Linked DNA regions of Zea mays: region 1 is linked to region 2. A link is a contact called in public Hi-C data. All regions are on one chromosome and are shown on one strand. Each heading gives the region's core, a stretch centred on a gene start, on an enhancer-like site or on the middle of the called end of the contact. The rest is flanking DNA. Distances are from core to core; before and after follow the strand shown. Region 1 holds the start of LOC103627437 (phytosulfokine receptor 1). Region 2 holds the start of LOC100383574 (Nucleotide/sugar transporter family protein).

Region 1 (6,336 bases), core at 71-2,570, 350 kb after region 2:
TATTTGTGCCAAGGTCGAGCGAGCTAAGCTGTGTCATTGCCGAGCAGTTGAGGTTGACCTCTCCATTCAACGAATTGTTCCTCAGGTACAGCATCTTCAGTGAGGGTGAACGGCACAGTGAGGGAGGCAATGGGCCCCCAAAGAGGTTGGACTGTGCAGAGAAGAACTCCAACTTGCGGAGGCTACCAAAAACATTTGGAAGGTGCCCAAAGAATGAATTGAAAGATATGTCCAATCTCTCAAGGCTGGACAGGTTACTGAACCTTGGGCTCATCCCCCAAGTTAGTTGATTCTCTTGCAGAGACAGGACCTTCAGAGATGGCAGCCTGAATAGGTCATCTGGCAATCTCCCGGAGATGCTGTTGAGTTCGACATGTAGCTCCTCGAGCTTTGTGCAGTTCCCAAAGCCTGCTGGGAAGTCCCCAGTAAAGAGATTGGATGTGAATCGCAGCACGCTGATCTCACCAGACGACCCACAGATGCTAGTATTGATCTGCCCGCTGAAGGAGTTGTACCCTGCATCGAACGCGGTGAGGCGCTCTGAGCCACGGAACGTGGGGTGGGAGCCACTGAAGTTGTTGTAGGATATATTGAAGAGCTCGATCAATGGGAGAGACATGTTGTCCAGGAGTGTGCCAGCAAGCTCGTTGTCGCTGAGGTCGAGTCGCTGCAGCCTCTGGAGCTGGAGCACAGGCGCGGGGACGGCACCGTGGAAGTTGTTGTCGGAGAGGTTGAGCCACTGCAGCTGGTCCAGTTGCGCGAGCGAGAGCGGCAGCTCGCCCCGCAGCCTCCTGCCATGGAGGTCCAACCGGACGACCCTCCCGCTGCCGTCGCACCTGACACCGGGCCATGCACAGCAGCTGGTCGCATTTGGGTGCTCCCAGCCAGCGACGCTGCCACCGTCGAGAGCTTCAGAGAAGCCCTCCAGGGCTTTAAGGTCACCCGGGTCACAGGAGATGGTGGTCTTCTTCAGGGAGTCGACTGGAGACAGCAGCAGCAGGACCAAGACAGCAGACAAGCACAGAAAGGAACGACGTGGCCATGTGGCGGTGCCTCGCATCAAGAAATGCTCCATATAAGCAAGGACGAAGTACAGTGATGAGGTTGGGCGGGGATTCTCAGGACCTAGGCCATACGGAGCGTAAAGCTGGTCTCGCCTGAGCGCTTGCACCGGTAGCAACAATGGTGGAGAGGGGAGAAGGGAAGTGAGGTGGGAGGGAGGGAGACGATGGGAGTGGACAGTAGTGTTGTCAGGAGGGGGCGGGGCGGCGCGGCGTGGGTCGGTTTTGACTTGTGATTGTGCAGGCACTCAGCCGTGGGTGGCCCGAGTTTTCTTTGTCGAATTGATTGTCTTTTTCAACTTGCTGAAAGAATCCATGGTCGGACGTCTTTTGACCTCTGTTCAAAATTGGCCTAACCGTCGTTCTCAAGCCTCCCTTTCTCTCCATTTGGCTTCCATGAAACGCATGAGTATTATAACTCTCAAGAAAGCAGACCATTCTGAGGATAGAACCTGCATACCGAATAGTAGATATTAATGAATATTGTCCCAGCCGGATCAGTGCTACCTTTGTGCCCATATTATCAGAAATAAAATATAACCGTGCTTATGGAAGATAATGTTTGCGAAACAAACTATTACACTTTTTTTAGTTTTGGAATCGTTTAAGCTGTACGTGTCGATTCATGCACTAAGTACTAGGTCCCTTACATTAAAGAAATTTAAGTACTTGTCCTGGGCACGCTGACCCGTAGGGACTCCACATTCCGCTGTCGCTGGGGGTTGGGGTTGGGGTGGGGGATGGCGATGGAAGATTAGCAGCGAAGTCAACCGCTAGCGGCAGGTGGCACGTGTGCCGCCGCCGCTTTCGGCCGCGCCAACGCCCCGCGCGCCAGGGCGCGTGCCAATGCCATGCATGCCTTGCACACACCGCGCGTCAGCGGGGCGAAGGACCGGTGGATTGCTGGCTTGCTGCGTCTGGTGACCGGTGGTGGCTGCGTCGGGGATGTGACGGTCCAATTGGCGGGTATGCTGGATCTGTTGACTATTGGTGGCGGGAACTGCATAGCCGGCTTCGGCTGGCTCACTTTTTTTTTCCATCTGCTTCGGTTTGATGTCGTCTTCAAGCTGTGCTATGCCTATCAGGCTACAGGGAAAACCAATACGGCGCCATACACCTCAGACACACACTATTATTACAGGGAGAATGAAAGAGACGGGATTTTGATTGATACACCGAAAGATCGTTTTTCTTCTTCTTTTGCGGGGGTGGGATTTAAATAAAGGCAGGAAATCATGTGATTCTATTGAATTCAGTGTTGAACGTCTTGGCGCCACGGGTACTGTACTAGATCACATCCGATGTCGGTAACAGATTCATTAGGCCCCACTTCGGCAGGACTTTTGTTTGTGTCTTCTTCACCAGCTTAATAAAGATCCTACCAAACGAGCGTTTAATAAAGAGAACGGCTTTTGAAGCCAAAACCAAGAACAGAATAATGAAGTGAAACCTTTTTTTTTCTGTGTGCAAGAAACCCAAACCACTAAACACATGGATTCTTTTGGTTTCACCGTTTTTTGAGAAGCTAAAGATCTATCAAACAGACACTTTTTTTATTTCGAGATAATGCTATTTTAAATTGTTTGTTCAGTTAACCTTGTTGGATTGCCTCATTTCATTGGAAAACGTAGGTCTGCTGCTATGTTATACGAGAAAATTGAGTCTGTTCTACAACCATTGACGAGCCTATTTTTCAATCCTTAACAACAGAACCATTCAGCTTTCAACACTTAGATATAAGCCACATTTTAGTATTTACTGAAATTTAGAGAGTGGATTTGGGTGACGTGGCGTTGCCGCAACTCTCAGTGGCTTCTCTGTTTTTTATTTATTTACCATTGGCTTTCAAATTTTAGGAAGCAGCTAGGTGGCTGACACATGTAACGCACATGTAGCTACGTTTTCATTTTAACATTTAAAGTTTTTTCCTATTTGAAAATAGTTTTTGCAAATATTTTTTTATTGTTTGATCATAGTTCTCTCTCTCTATGTATCCCACTACGGGTCTGTATTGTTCTATTGTATGGTTCAGCTGTAGATCCAGCTAACGGTTGTGGGAAAACTACAACATGTTTAGTTAAAGCAACTGGTAACCGTAGATTCTTTAAAAGCATGATAGCTTGTTATATGAATGACAGAAATCTGGAAAACCTAGGATAGGAGATGATTATGAATTGAACTAGAAAGTATATAGATTTTTAACAATGTATTCTACTCCCGTATCCGCTTTGTTGAGATTCCAATAACTTTGGTATCGAATGCGGTTCATAAAACTGAACCAAACATACCCTACATCACTCCGTTTGAATTCCATATCACTAGCTTCGACTAATTCTTTGGCTTAAACCTACTGTTCTATCTCCTGTCTACCTTTTAATTTGACCCACTGTCCCATGGCATGATGCCAACTCAAAGATAGCCTTAGGGTGTATTTGGTTTGACTTTTGGCTTTGGCTTTTGATTCCTAAAAGCCAAAAGCCAACCAAAGGGCTGGATCTAGGAAGCAGCTTTTTCTAAAAGCTAACTTTCTCATAGTGCAAATCTGAAAGCACATCTGGACTTGCTTTTAGTGGCTTTTCGGATGAAACTGTGAAAACATATATCGAATAATTTTTAACGACTTTTAGTGGTTTCCACCAAACGGTTTTTAGCTTTTTAACAGCTTACAGCCTACAACAGCCTTTTCCATAGCTCACAGCAACTTTTTTCACAGCCCAACCAAACAGACTCTTAAGTTTCTTCACGATGAACCCAATTCGTCAATAAAACACTCATTTGTTGGTCTACCGCACCGATTACTTATTCTACCGGCCTCATTAACTCAATTGGAGTTTGTATACGTGCTTGAAATGATAGAGACATAAACCGAGTAAAGGAGCCGATAACTTACTCCGCGATTTACCTACCTCTGAAGTGCGCTCCTCTCTATGGCCACTCCCACTCCACACACTCGGTCATTGTTGCCAATTACCTACCGTAAGTGCAACTCCACGTACAAGCGCAGCTTTTTTCAACCCTCCTTTTTTTCCCACCTTTTTTGGTGCCCACGAATGGCCGGTGTTGGAACGACCTGTTTTTGCACTTGGAGGCGTAGAGCGTTTGAATCTGGAGGCCTATGACTATGACGGACACGGTGGCCAGCGTACGCCGGCCTAAGATCACCGTCAACTGCCCGCTAGATTTGGACCGCGCCGGCGTTGAGCTATGATCCCACGCCATGGTCATTTGTACTGGAATTCGATCGCCGTCCCTCAACTTGTCAAAAGACTGGGCGAGTACTGGAACTTGCACACGGGCACAAGTTGATCTAACAGTGGGGGGAATGTTAGCACAAACAGGGTTTTAGCACGTGATGGCAAAAGCACTGTTCATCTGGCCTCTCACGGGCACTGTGCGGGGGTATTTATAGGTACCTGAGCACGCAGCGCCTTGAGCTAAGGACGCATGTGCCCTCAGCTACCTAGGTTATCCCCAGAATATTCCCATAAAGCGGGGTTACAGACCGTAATTACAGGGATGCTTTTACAAATTAGGCCCGTAACGCACAGCGGCCACGCGGGGCCCGTTACGATGGGCCGGATCGCACGTGGGCCTCTGAGCTGGACGAGGCCGCACAGTGGGATGCCCTTCGTCGCCGGTCTTCGTCTGGCGCGGTACATGCGAAGGGTGTCCCTGCCTGCTTTGTCTGTGTTAGCTCAGCTGCTGCAGCGAAGGCTTCGAGCGAAGTGTGGCGCCTTTGACTTCGCCCCAACATTTGCCCTCTGAGGGACCAGTTCGACAAAGTCACCTGGTGCCGAAGACGTCGCTAGATGGCGGAGACGCTGCCCTCGCTCGAAGTGGTTCCGCGGGGGTTTTTGATATGACCGTTGATTGACGGCGTACTGTTGGATTGCGGATTTCCCGAAGCGCCGCGCCCTGCCTATAAAAGGGGGGGGGGGTCGGCGCTTTTTGAACTTCACCTTCCGCGCTCCGCGAAAACCCTAGCCGCCCTTTCCGCCGTCTTGCTGCTCGTCGGCCCGCCGTGCTCTTGTTCGCCGGAGATCTGGCTCGAGTGAAGCAGACCGCCCGCCGCCGCCGACGGTACGTAGCGATGCCGTCCTCGTCTTCTTCCGCTGCCGCTACACCGCCGACCGTTCCCTCACCGCCGGCCGCCGCCTCGTCTGAAGAGACGCTAAGTAGTTTAATGGCGGAGGAGTTGCGCGCCGGCGATTCTGTTGATTTTGGCGTATCGCGGATGTCGTCGGTCCGCGTGCAAGATATGCAGCGGTTGGGTTACTTCGGCGGCGGAGTTGCTCGAGTCCCGGGGACGGAGGAAGTCCCCGAGCCGGAGGACGAGTTGGTTGTTTTCGAGGCGTTCTTCGCCGCCGGACTCCGCTTGCCTGCGCACCGATTTGTTGGCGAAGTTCTGCGCAAGTTCAACGTTCAAATACATCAGCTGACACCGAATGCCATAGTGGCTCTGTCGAAGTATGTCTGGGCGACGACTTCGTACGGCGGACAGCCATCGGTCGAAGTTTTTGCGAAGTATTATTGTTTGCACTGGCAGAAGAGGATGATTGGAGACGAAGTTGCTCAGTTTGGGTCCTGCACATTCACGCCGAAGACCGGCAAAACCACGATGCAGGTAGTCGAGTTAGTGCCTTGCGCCCGCAACAAGTGGGGCAACTGGAATGAATTTTGGTTTTACGTTGCTGAGGGCACCGTCGAAGGCCATGAGGGGCTTCCCGTGTCCGAAATGTGTTCTCATTTTTACTCAGCGTACCCGCCCTTCGAAGTGGCGGAGGAGGATGTGGACGAAGGGGCCCTTCGGTGCGCCGCCGGCCTGAGCAGTGGGCGCGACTTGGTTGAAGAATTTGTGGCGTACGGGGTATGGCCCTTGGCGCATGGCTGGGCGTTGGGCGAAGTGTGCCCTCGCCAGATGCCTTTCCATGGCGGAAGAGTGGTGCGGAGTCCCGCCTTCGCCCTGAATCTGCAAAACCGCGATCCGGCCGCCTTTGTGCGTGAGGCGGAGGATGGGGCGGTGCGGCTCGTTGGACGTTACGTGTCGAGGACAGAGGGCCAGCGCAGCTGGGATATCCGCGGGTCAAATGACCGTTTGAACAGGGTTTTTGAATTAAATCAATTGCCATATGACGGCTACCCTGGTCAAGACGATGTGGACCACCGCGGGAAGAAACCGGCGGTGGAGACTGGAGACGACCCTGCGTCGGCGGCCGCCCCATCCTCTAAAAAGAGAAAATTAGGTACTGCTATGGGAGGACTTGGGGTTTCTGAT
Region 2 (6,888 bases), core at 4,191-6,690:
AAAGGGTTTATCAAACCAACTGCTCGCAATATCATCATCTTGGCTCCAAATCCTAAGGAACCGATCCAGAAGTTAGACGTGGGTCGACACAGGTCCATGGCCGCCTGGGCCACGGCCCGGGGCGCAGGTCCAAAATTTTTTAGAACCTCTTCAGCTCATGCAGGCCAGTTAGAAGTTTAGCTTCTTCACACCCTCATCAGCCATGGTCGTGTCCGCCAGAAGCCCACACGGTATTCGATATAATTGTTGATCCTAGTCTTAGAAAACCAATTGATGAAATTACACAACATGGATGGGAAGATATCTTTGAGGGTACAAAATCATTTTGTATTCAATATAATATTATTGTGCCAAACATGTTGATACAACCACTGCTATAGGTCGCTCAAGAGGTCGTGGAGATCAGTTGATAACTTACCATCATCACTTGAAATATGAAATATTTAATGTGGTGCTTGACCAACTTATTGTGGAGTTGAACAACCGTTTTGGTGAAAGATCTACCCAATTATTGAGATGCATTGCCTGCCTTGATCCAAGAAATTCTTTTGCCAATTTTGATGGAGATAAGTTAATTGAGGTTGCTAAATTGTATGGTGCGGACTTCTCTATATATGGTTGCATAGTTTTGAAAGACCAACTTGAGATATTCATTATTGATATGAGAGCTGATCTAGATTTTCTAAGTTGCAATGATCTAGGTGGTCTTGCCGTGAGAATGGTTCAGAGTGACAGGCATGTTGTTTTTCCATTGTTATATCGTCTCATTGAATTAGCTTTGATTTTACCAGTGGCAACAATATCTGTGGAGAGAGCTTTCTCAGCTATGAATATCATTAGAACTGAGTTGCGGAATAAGACAGGAGACGAATGACTTAACCATCGTATGGTGTGTTATATTGAAAGGGAAATATTTACAAGCATTGAGGATGCAAAGATATTGGATTATTCAAGGCATGAGAACCCGCAGAGTGAATCTACCTTGTACTAGTGGTATGTACCAATTACTAGTATTATTAAATTTATTCAATATTACCTTATACCTTTCAAGTCGCGTTTTTAATATGATTTCCTTCAAGGTTCTGGAGTAAGAAGCACTGATGTTGATGTTGACATGATACATTTGGAAGGAGCTATATCATAACTTCTATATCATCTTTAACATATATGACAACGTTTTCGTCGTACAATTTTTCTTTATATGCTACTATTAGAGTTTATGGTCGCTTCGGCCTGGGCCTTGGCCAATTTCTGGGTCCGCCACTAGTCCCATGCCTTCTTGTTTTTCCTATGGCTGAGTGATTCTTAGGGAGAATCCGCTTGGACAAACTCTACCAAGCGACCCCTTAAACTATCTTAAGTTTGATCAACTTTAGAGGAAACAGTAAATATATTTTATAATGCAAATAAGTATATTACATGAAAATATATTTTATAATGCATCTAGGGGCACTATAAAACAGTAAATATATCGAGCTGGTAGACCTTCACTTGCTTCTGGCCACGCACTCATTACGGACCCGCCATGGCACCGACGACGACATCTCCAAAGCCGCCTTCAGAAAACTCCGCGCCCAAGGGTTGTCTGGTTCCGGAAGCTTCTAGAAGCCGCCTCGGAGGAGTGTGGTGGCAAGGTGCGAGAGACCGAGTGATGGTGATGGTGCGTTACGAACAGTTTTGGTGCTTTCTCTAGCAAGGACCAACGATTTGGAATTTGGAGAACCCTATGCTGGCCTCCCGGACACTGCTGCCCGCGTCTTTGATGCTGGCCTCCTCGACGCATTCGCCATGGCCGGCCACGCGGAAGACGCCGAGGTGCGGTTGCAGGAGATGGTGGTGACGTGCCGTGACGAGAGCGTCGACAGCTACACGCTCACGGATGCTGTTGTGTACGTTTAAATTATAGGGATGTAATTATTAGTGATCTGTTATGTGCAGATAAGATTTTGGGGAAAAGATTTTTTAGTGAAGTCCCCAATACATAGTTTTTGGGAATAATTTTTTGGAGAACTCTTGGAGTTGCTCTCATGGAGAATCCGCTTGGACAAACTCTACCAAGCGACCCCTTAAACTATCTTATGTTTGATCAACTTTAGAGGAAAAACAGTAAATATATTTTATAATGCAAATAAGTATATTACATGAAAATATATTTTATAATGCATGTAGGGGCACTAATTTGGTGTCATAAATAATGGTACTCCCTTATATAAATTAGGTCAAAGTTAAAATAGTTTGGCATAAGAAAACTCTAAAAGTTGATTTAATTTAGGACATATGTAGTATTTTGGCAAGATCCGTGTCCTGCAGAACATGAACATGAAATGCGGTCACAACATTCAGGAGCATACATCCAAACACAAATTTGTTATGTACTAGCTATGCTTCTAAGCAAAGCTTAAGGTGTCTGCTTTGCCTTCTCCATCAACCAGTGTCCAGTTTAATTAGCCTTAAAGCATAAAGCACTGTACTAACAGCATAAAAAACTTAGCAATCATGCAGGATGCATCTTTAACGAGACCAACATGAAGTGCTATATCATGATCCCAAATATGTTCTTGGTTCAGTGTCACTGTCTTCATTGATAACGCAAGAACTGGTAGTACAAATTCAGGTGTAGTTGTGGTGCTAAAGAATCGCTGCGTTCAAGCAATGCATTTCAAACAAGCCCTTACAATGGAATATTGCGGTGAAAGATCTCGATTTGATGACTGGAATTGTTCGCTCGCTAGGGTTGAAACAAGGGACTGAATTGAAGAATTGCGCTGTCCAAACCACCGACGCAGCTTGCCCGTTTGCCACAGGAAGCGATGGAATCCAAAGCAGAGCGCCAGAGCCTTCAAGAATCTGTAAAGCATTACGGCCCATAGGCCTGGTTCCCCGCCGGGAGTGTGGGCTCCCAAGCAGGCTCAATGGACCAAGGTCGTCGTGGACTACTTCGTTGGCCCTTCTTTCGCATGATCTCGCATGTGCAGGAGAATCCACAAATGGCGTTATGTTCCCTCGATTCTTATTCTGACGGACCGCAGATACCTGCGGAAGCGCAGATGGGAGCTGAAACTCTCTTTCTTCTTCTTTTCTGAATCCAAGGAGAACTGAAACTCTGAAACCACCGGGCGTCCACATCGAGTGTCTGCGGGAACTTCTGCATCTGCACCAGTCCTCTGTGAAACAGTTTTTTTCACACAACACGTGTGCCACCGACAAAAGGTGGTGGTGCAGTGCAGGTTGGAGCACACGAATCTACCAGTCCTCGCCATTCTTCACCTAACCCTAGACAGGAGTATTAACAAACACCGTCATCCTAACTCACCCACTACTTTTCCCTCGCCGAGATTAGGATGCAGCTGTTCCACGCGAGTTCTTCGTCAAACAGAATATCATGGGAGCGGTAACGCGCCATACTGAACTCGTGATTTGAAACCTTGATTTGATCCAGCACCCGGCCCGGCTACGATCCAAGCACGCACCCTCTCCTCTCTCTCTCTTTTTTCCCTGCATCGATCTGGGGCCAGAGATTCAGAGGCACGGCTGTCTGAACTGACTGGTGTGAGGTCTCACCCGACGGCCACACACACCAGGCCAGAATAATGGAGCTGGTCAGACTGCCTGCCCTGGCGCCGCTCCGCTCCATCCACAGGCCGCGCCAAGGTTGCCTTTGCTTGCATTCACGGGAAGGCCGATCGACGCTCGCTTTACTTACTGCTGCAACCACCTGGCTCCCTCCCTCCCTCCAAGCTTGCGCCCTAAGTGACAAGGGGGGGATTGGGAAGGTGTGTGTTGTTTTCCTTGCCAATTATTGGATGGGTGAATGCTAGTAGCCTTGATGTGATGCTCCTGCTCCTGCTCCTGCTCCCGCTCCCCGTTCGGCTTAATTCTATTCGATTAGTGCCCTCGTTAGGTCGGAGAATCTGCTTTGGAGGTGCTGGGTATCTGTATTTTAGTCGGTGCAGGGGGTCTATGCATGGACCCATGCTTTCAGCGGTGCCTCATGGTCATCAGCTCTCGCAGTCCAAAAAGAAAAAACTGAGGTAACAAATAGGAGTATATTGTATGTCCAAAGTAAATAAGAAAAAAGAGAAATGGCCTGTAATTTTCATCGCATGTAGCACCTACACCCTACTGCCCCGGAAGGTAGCGTATGAGAGGATACCCCAATTCAGAAAAGTCGGGCCTTTTTTCTGTTACTATCTATAGCCAACTGATCACCACCATAAAGGTTTAACTGGTCACCTTTTTTAAGGACAAGTTTTGTATCCATTTATCGCTCGCGCGCGGGTGTATGATTAAGGGTGCACTTGAAAAATACCTTGATTAAACTCTTGATGAAAAGACCTTGATTAGTGTGTGTACCGCAAAGTTCTGCTGCGGCGTCAGTGAAGATCGAACGTCGTCTTCACGAGGACTTTTTTATTAAAGCTGGAATATTGTAGGGCGATTGGTGGCGACACCGAACGCTGCTTGCTTGCTTGCTTAGTCGTAGCAGCAACACATTGATTAGTACCACTGGTCGTCGTACGCAAATTAGTTGCAAAGTGCTGACACCGGACAATAATGGACCTCGGCCAACATCTTTCTCGCTCGGTCCTAGTCTTCTTTTCTTTTTTTCCTTTTTTTTTCCAGGACGAAACTAAAATGTGCGAGGGGAAAGTTGCAGTGAAAGATCGATCGGTCCCTTTGGACGCTGGCAGAATGGTCCAGCCGAGTCGTCGGTAGCGGCCTGCCGCAACGCCGTCCGACCCAACCGTCGCCGGCCGGCTGATGCGTGGGTCCGCGCCTGGCAGCAGCGGCGGCGGGATGCTGAGGAGCCACTCACGTCATCGGTATCCACGTTTTGGCACTGTAGGTATGAAATACTCCCTCCCACAATATAAGCCATAATCACTTTTCGCACTTATCCTACAATATAATACGTGCTCTCTTTATATAAATGTACATCGATACAGTGATAATAGAGAGAATTAAATGTATTTCTTGGTCTTTAAATTAGAGGTTATGTTTTATATAATAGGACAGAATGATTATGCTCTAAACTTTACGCGACTGTATGCATCGTTATTAATTAATTCTTAGATTAGATGTGCGTAATAATTTAGCACTGAAATTACTAGTAGATTGTGCTACAGCAACAGGCCTCGAATTGTGATGTGGACTCGGGCAACAAACATCAGTCTCGAGAAAATTTACCTGGTTCGGTGACCGTCTCTTTCCTTGTCGGTGATGCGGACTCGATGAGTCGACCACGTCCGGGACCGGAAGGGAGCTGCTGCCTGCACCGCCGTCAAAGCACGGACGGACGGAGCAGACTGCACCACCAAACACCTCCCCTCCCCTCCCAGGCTCCCACCCCCCGGGCCCCGACCTACACACACAGGTGGTGCCGGGGCCGGGCATAAAAATGCCTCTGCCTTGCGTCTCTCTCTTCTTCCTCCCCACCCCACGAGGCGCTAGCTGCGGCACGGAACCAGCGCCATTAGAGGCCACAAGCCCGCACCACGCCTCCCTCGTTCTCGCGCGCGCGCACGCATGCACGAGGAGCTGCTGCAGAGAAGAGGAGGCCTGTCGATTTGATTGAACTTTCCAAGTGAGTACTCTGCACTCTTTCCAGTGTCGTCTCAGGTTGTTCTTGAGTTCTGAACCGGGTTTCTGACGGGTTTTGTTTTCGAGCTCGAGTTCCGCGACACTGCTCTAACATGTGTTGGAGGATTTTGGCCTTGGTCCCGTGCGCGTGCGTTTCGCTGCACGTAGTCAACGGACCAAAGTGGTCAGGTTTTATCATCAAGCTTTGCGTAGGGTTTTCTCTTTTCTACGCTCTCTGTTTCACCATCCAATATTTATGTTCATATTTTTTTTAAAAAAAAACAGCACAGAACGATCTAGTTCTTCTTCTGGTCATCTGTTTATTACGGTATCCTGCTCAAATAAATTTGTTTCCGGTATATGAATTTAGACCAAAAGCTCCACCTGATTGATACACAGGGCTAAGCGTGGTCATTTCTTATATCAACCATTCGCTTTAAGCGCTTTACTTTAACCATTTTTTTTACTTTAACAAAAAAAAGATCATTAAATAGCGTGTATGCAAACGTGATCAATCATTTCGCAACACAGGTAGGATTCCGTTGGATCATATTGTACCACCTCGGGCCAGAGCGAACCCACCGGTCTGTACGTCCTCGTTCCTGGCTCGCGTGCTACGATACTCAAAGTAGATCAGAGATGCGCAGTTGTTGTACGCTTGGATGCCCCAAATGCCATGCTTTTTTTTCCAAGTCGTACATGACCGTCTGCTGTGCCGGACGGCGGAACAGCAGGCACCCCAGAGATGCGCAGTTGTTGTACGCTTCGTCGCACGCCGTTTGGCAGTAGCCTGCTAGTTTGGGATGCGTCACCACGGCCCAAGACATCATTGTGTCTTACCTGCTGTTACTAAACGCCAACGTTTTTTTTTATGTATATATTCCTGGTCCTGCAGATTCAGATTCAGAAGCTGGCCAAGATGACTGCCGGTTTCCAGCTCGGCGTGATCGGGTCTCTCACGCTCTCCGTCGCGTCGTCGGTTGCCATTGTCATCTGCAACAAAGCCCTCATCAGCACCCTAGGCTTTCCATTCGGTAAGGACAGGACAGCCCTCATCGACGGTTGCCGTCCACAGATATGAACAGAACAACAGATCATGTGTTTTTTTCCCCCCGGGCTTATCCATGAACCACAGCGCGCTTTGCAGAGTCACGTGCGTTCAGCCCAATACTTGCCGGAGTATCGTATGTAAATGTAAATGTGTGCCTATGATCAATGCAGCTACGACTCTGACAAGCTGGCACCTGATGGTGACCTTCTGCACCCTCCACGTGGCGCAGCGCCTGCGCTTTTTCGAGCCCAAGGCGA

The links. Hi-C and Micro-C count contacts between places; a contact is called where the count stands out from the background.
Region 1: a Hi-C map of leaf shows a contact between it and region 2, with 7 times the contacts expected there. The contact joins the promoter of LOC103627437 here to the promoter of LOC100383574 in region 2. A contact is called at or near these places in 4 of 25 Hi-C or Micro-C datasets (bundle sheath and leaf).

What each region holds. Positions count from the first base shown.
Region 1 is chr5:190,992,664-190,998,999 of Zm-B73-REFERENCE-NAM-5.0, forward strand. It overlaps LOC103627437 (phytosulfokine receptor 1), which reads right to left and starts at 1,321. Exons shown (of 1, transcript XM_008647734.3): 1 at 1-1,321. The coding sequence starts at 1,075.
Region 2 is chr5:190,634,890-190,641,777 of Zm-B73-REFERENCE-NAM-5.0, forward strand. LOC100383574 (Nucleotide/sugar transporter family protein) reads left to right here and starts at 5,441. Exons shown (of 8, transcript NM_001176222.1): 1 at 5,441-5,584; 2 at 6,476-6,614; 3 at 6,802-6,888. The coding sequence starts at 6,500.